Linked DNA regions of Anser cygnoides: region 2 is linked to region 1. A link is a contact called in public Hi-C data. All regions are on one chromosome and are shown on one strand. Each heading gives the region's core, a stretch centred on a gene start, on an enhancer-like site or on the middle of the called end of the contact. The rest is flanking DNA. Distances are from core to core; before and after follow the strand shown. Region 1 holds the start of NIFK (nucleolar protein interacting with the FHA domain of MKI67). Region 2 overlaps CLASP1 (cytoplasmic linker associated protein 1).

Region 1 (2,793 bases), core at 192-2,691:
TCAAGCCTCCAACTATCACAAATTTGTATGGACGCTGAGGAGCGCTACGCTACCGGAATTCAACCGTCATCAAATCAAGGTGTAGTCAAAGCAGACGACACCTGACAAGTGCTATTTTCTCCACAGCGATCTTTGTTACTTGCCATTCCATCACTTGCTACAAAGCTTTACCAAAGCCATTACTGACTTGGTGAGTGAAATACCTGACAAGCTGACAGCTCCTTACCGCGAGTTAACTCCTAGCCTACTGAGCCTGCATTCGTTATCTGTGGTAGTGCAAGAACGGGAAGCTGAGCGCTCTCCTTTCTGGCAGTTTAACTGTCTCGCATCCTTGCTCAGAGCCTGCAAATTCCAGGACCAGCTCTCTCCCTGACTTAAAAAAAAGTAAAATAGGAAAACACACCGAGCCAGGCACTGGTCTCTGCTACTAAACGTTGCAAAACCATGCCTAAAGTCGACACCCATGCAAAACAACTGTCATGGTCCCTACGATTTCAGTGACTCCAAACAAATCAGCGCAGGCCTGTTGAAGTGGGCCAAGCAGTAGCTGGGGTTTTTAGCACCGCCAGCTTCCCCGAGCGGCCGCAGGCCACGCCTGCCGGTGGAGGCCAGCCCCGTGCCGCTGCCCGCGGCTGGCGGAACCCCAGGCCTCCAGCGGGAGGTCAGGCCGGCGAGCAACCGCCCGCCCCGCGGGGGGGCGAAGCGGCGGGCGAGGGGCTTCTGCTTGTACTCACCTCCGGCTGCGGGCCTCCCGCGTCTCGCCCCTTCCCCAGCTGCTCTCGAGAGCCCCCAGGGAGCTCAGGGCGGCGAGGCCCGGGTGTGCGCTGGGACTGGGGCGGGGAGCTCGGCGCGGGGGGGGGGGGGAGCCGAGGGGGCTGAGGGCAGGGGGGGGGGGCGGGGGGGGCAGGGCAGGGCAGGGCCCCCCCTCCCCGCACTCACTGTGCTGGAAGCCGGCCCCCTGGTGCACGCCCTGCAGCAGCGTCAGGATCTCGCGGGCCGTCTGCTCCAGCGCCTGCACGACCTTGCGGATCTCCTGCGGGCACAGCGCGGCGTCAGCCTGCTCCCCTCCCCGTGCCCCTCGTCCCCCGTCCCCCCCGTCCCGGTCCCGGTGCCCGGTGCCCGGCGCCCACCTCCCGCACGTCCTGGTCGGCCGTCAGCACGCCCTGCAGCGCCACGAACATGGCGCTCACCGACATGGCGCCCACCGCCGCCGCCTCGGGGGGGGCCTTCCGCCCGCCGCCTCGGGGGCCTCGCCGCCGCCGGGCTGCCCCGCGCGCTGCCTGAGCGCCGCCGCCGCCGGGCTGCCCCGCGCGCCGCCTGAGCGCCGGGGAGATGGGGGGGGGGGGGAGGCAGGGCCCCGCCCGCCCCGCTGCGGTGCTAGGCGACGCCGCGCGCTGTTGCTAAGCGATAGCGCCCCCGCCGTTCTGCGCATGCGCGCAGGCTGGAGGCGGGGGGGTGGTGGAGTGGTTCCGGCGGCTGTGGTGAGGCGGGCAAGATGGCGGCGGCGGTGTCGGCGGCCTCGTTCCTGTCCCTGGAGCCGCAGGCGCGGCGCCGTGCCCCGCAGAAGGCGCGGCGGGACCGCAAGCGGCGGGCGGAGGAGGTGAGGGGGCTGTGCAGTCGGGTGGGGCGGGGCGAGGCGGGGGGCGGCCGGGGGCATGGCCTGGCCTAGCCTGGCGTGGTCCGGCCGGGCCCGGCCCGCGGTGCTGGGCCCTGCCCTGAGGCCGGCTGTGCCCGCAGGAGCCGCTGCAGCCGGGCGTGGTGTACGTGGGGCACCTGCCGCGAGGGATCTGCGAGCCGCAGCTCCGCGAGTACTTCGGGCAGTTCGGCACCGTCACGCGGCTCCGCCTGTCCCGCAGCAAGAAGGTGAGCCCCGCCGCGCCCCCCTCCTTCTCCTCCCCTCCGTCCGCCTGTCTGTCCGTCCGTCCGTCCGTCCGTCCTGCAGCGCCTTCGGCAGCCCCGCGGGGCCCTGCCCGCTCCCCGTGCTCTACGCGCACCGCGTGGAGCCTCGGTGCGGTTCCGGGAGCGGGCGGAGGGGGGCTCCGCGCTTCGCGTCGTGCCCTGAAAATGAAACTCGGAAATTGCGTCCGAGGCTGATCGGTAGCGCGTGAGTCTCCGGGCCGCAAGTGGGCGGTTTTTAACGGCGCATTAGGTTTTGCGACCCTTCGTCTGTAAGTAAATATCCGAAGGTGAGAAGTGCCGGAATGCGCTAATCCAAGGTAGGTCACAAATTGTCATGGAGGAGGCTCCGTGTTAGCTTCCTTGTTGGTTTGTGCTCCACAAACTTAACTTCTCGTCACGTCTGGGTGTACCATCGTGTTCTGATATTGCTGTATGAACCTAGTAGTGACAACAGCAATGCGTGGCTTTTTTTTAATGTATAGATATCGGTGAACAGACAGTTTCGTACATGGGTGTATGTTAAAGAACCCTATCTGACCAGCTTAGGACTACATCTGGTGCTTTTCCTGGCCTCACAGAACTCTGTGCCAGCACTTGCCGTTAGCGTACAGAAGCAGCATTTCAGCTCTCTCTCTGCCCTTGCTTGCAGACAGGAGGCAGTAAAGGCTATGGATTTATAGAGTTTGAATCTGACGATGTGGCTAAGATTGTTGCGGACACGATGAACAACTACCTGTTTTCAGAAAGACTGCTGAAGTGTAAGTATAAACTGAGCTGTCCGTTATCTAATGCAAAAGTAAATTCATGCATATTAATATTACCTTTTTGAACTACGGGAGGAATCTCGTCTCTTTATGAAGTTTTGGCCCAACATGATTCTCTGTGGGACTGAGC
Region 2 (2,793 bases), core at 105-2,604, 59 kb after region 1:
TAAGTAATGCTACTTGTTGGCTTGATTCTCTTTCGGTTTAAGAGGAAGTTGACAGCTCAGAGGCAATTAGCCGAAAATTACCTATTCTAGATTCCCATGTTATGCTAGTAATAAAGCTAGTCACTGGATGTCACTTCGCTATTTATTATAAGGAGAAAAATAACCAAGTGTTGCCATGTGCCTGTGGGTGGGATATTGTTTGTTTGTCAACACACATCCGAGCACCAGAATTAGACTGGGAGGAGCGGTGAGTTTTTGTGATACCACAGAGAGGTTTAGAACTGACAAACACCGTGCTGTGCTTTTCTGCATTCATGCCTCATTGTGCAATTTGATTTTCCATTATGTCTTGTTCTCTATTTTGTTTTCAAGCTGAAATAGAAAGTGAAATAGGAAACTAATTTAATTGACTCAGCATTCCCTTGCTATAAAAAAGCAAGGAAAGACCCCTTTATCCCCACAGGGGTTGAGAAAGTAATAATGTCTATGATTCAAAAATCAGTACTGCCAGCTGACTGTACGTCCTTGTGGAAGATATAAATGGGCAAGACCAGCTCTGCTTCCTTTCTATTACACAAATTTGTAAACAAGCATATTACTGCACTCTGGATTTAAAATCCTTAGATTTAAAAGGGAGTGATGGGAGCAAACAGGCAGAGGAGGACAAATGGTGCTCAGCTGCATGCTGAACAGGCTTTTATTTTGGAGGAGAGGTGGCAATCATCTGCTAGGTCACACAGAGAAGTCATTTAGGAGGGTGGAGAGTTTGCTGGTGGTTAAGTTACTGAGAGACATGTACTGTAGGGCTGCTTTCGGAGCACAGTGCTCTTCCTCAGCATCTCAGGAGCACTGCAGATAATGACTACAGGGAAAGGTAGGTGCTAATGAACATGCCACAGGGGTGGGTGGGTTTATTTGTTAGCATCTGAATATTTGCCTGTTAAATTTCTTTTTAATATTGCGAAGAGACTGAAGCAATCTTGCAGTAGAAGTGAAACTAACAGCCTGTAAGCATCTGTGGCATGGTGACATCGAGTTCAGCTTAAGCTTCTATAAAATATGATAAATGACCTGTTTGACAGGGGTAAAGGAAGAGTATGTATATGTAAGGACGCAGAACGTGCCATGAGAGGGGTGAAGGGCAGGTATTTTCAGATGTTCTCGCTGGTTTGTGATGTTTGGTCACTGAAGATTTATTTCTGAAGTGGTTCTTTTTGCAGTATCAGTTGGGAAGTTTATTTAAATTGGATGTAACTCCTTTTGAGGTAACATTGAATTGTAGTTCCAAGAATGTGCTGAATGGGGATACCACCAGCTTTTTTGTAGTTTTGTGTTTTAACTACATTTTTGTAACAGAAAAGGATACCTGTGGAAGTCGGAGAGGCGGGGGGGGAGGACTAGGTGAGTGGAAATTGAAAGGCAGAGGAGCTCTGTATCTATTCACCTGTGAAGAATTAATTTATGGGATGGAATTATGTTTTGAGTTTATTTCTGGTACATTGTAAGCCTGTGCCTTTCATCTTAGCTGTTAGAGGAATTGATTTCTGTTAGCCATCTTTACAAAAGCTGTCTTCTTTTCTCCATTTTCCCCATTCAATGTACGTGTTGTCCTGCTGAAGTACCTATTATGTTGTGGATATAGCAGGTGAAATTGAGCAAGTTTGAGATTGTCAGTATCTGAGTTGCATGGATGTTGGGTTTGTGGTGTTTACCCTCTCAAGATGAGGTAATTGGCAGCTCTTCTTGTACAGGGTTTAGAAGGTGGAAATCACCTGAGTAAATCAAATACCATGGGACTGATACTGCGTGACCGTACTTGCTGTTTTTACACTCAGCTCTTTAGACTTTAGATCCTGTCGTAATATTGTGATTTGCCAACACTATTGCAAGGCAATCTGTACACAGATTTTTCAGAGGAGGCAGGGGGATGCATTTACGTGGTGTTAACTGTGAACAGTCAATTAATGCCTCCCAGCTCTGGGAACCAAAACACTAAAACCTGTATTGGTCAGTTCTTAATCTCATCAGTGAACTACACTGCCTGTCACTGGGCCACGTTACCATCTGTAGCTGAGATACCTCCTTCATTCTGTCTCCTCCTGTGCAGGTGACAAGAGAGGAATTCAGAATATCTTTTTTTCTAAAATTGGAATTGTATGTTGAAGAATTAAGGTACATACCAGATTTTTTTTAAAGAAACTAAGCATGTATTTGTTAATGAAGCACAATGATTTCGTCATGCTGGAAACTTCTCAGCTTTGAAGGATTAGCTGTTGTAATGAAGAGCCTGGGGTCACAGTCCGGCTGGTTTTATCTGGGAGGGGAAGCATCTGGTTGGGAAGTTTCTGATCTCCAGGTTGCCATTGGTTGTTGAAGCTGTGATAATAGTTGATAATGTCAGAGGAAAAGTAAGTATAGAAGTTGTTAGGGCTATTATTGTCGCCTGGATTGAATCCAGGGTGCTTTTTGTGTTGACCTACCTCGCAAATTGGGAATAAGCTACTGGCTTTTCCATCGAAATGTGTATTATTCTGTGGATGCAATGTGTTTTTAGGTAAAGGTTGAGTGTGAGTAATCTCAGTGGAGCTCTCACCTTGAGGATGGCACCTTCTTCAGACCATAGGATTCCTTTGCAAGGAAGCAGTGGACCAGAGTTACTTTGGTTGTATGTCTACCAGTGTCATTGCTTTCTTAACCCTTGGCGATTTTATATGAATACAGAAGCCCTCTTTTGCCAAAACGTTGGTGTAACCAAACAGAACCACTTCACTGTTGCATTTCGTGGTATTTCCA

The links. Hi-C and Micro-C count contacts between places; a contact is called where the count stands out from the background.
Region 2: a Hi-C map of liver shows a contact between it and region 1, with 2.0 times the contacts expected there. The contact joins the enhancer-like site here to the promoter of NIFK in region 1. A contact is called at or near these places in 4 of 7 Hi-C or Micro-C datasets (blood and liver).

Annotation. Positions count from the first base shown.
Region 1 is chr6:27,752,359-27,755,151 of Taihu_goose_T2T_genome, forward strand. NIFK (nucleolar protein interacting with the FHA domain of MKI67) reads left to right here and starts at 1,442. Exons shown (of 6, transcript XM_048072379.2): 1 at 1,442-1,600; 2 at 1,738-1,863; 3 at 2,549-2,657. The coding sequence starts at 1,496. It overlaps TSN (translin), which reads right to left and starts at 1,292. Exons shown (of 6, transcript XM_066999425.1): 1 at 1,131-1,292; 2 at 940-1,033. The coding sequence starts at 1,196.
Region 2 is chr6:27,811,782-27,814,574 of Taihu_goose_T2T_genome, forward strand. The region is part of intron 8 of CLASP1 (cytoplasmic linker associated protein 1); the gene reads left to right. Among named protein-coding and RNA genes, the nearest start is that of CLASP1, 46 kb to the left of the region's middle. Within about 2 kb of position 1,355, at least 1 of the 3 cell types and tissues checked has open chromatin away from gene starts, as enhancers often do. A contact at or near this core is called in liver, where this site is marked.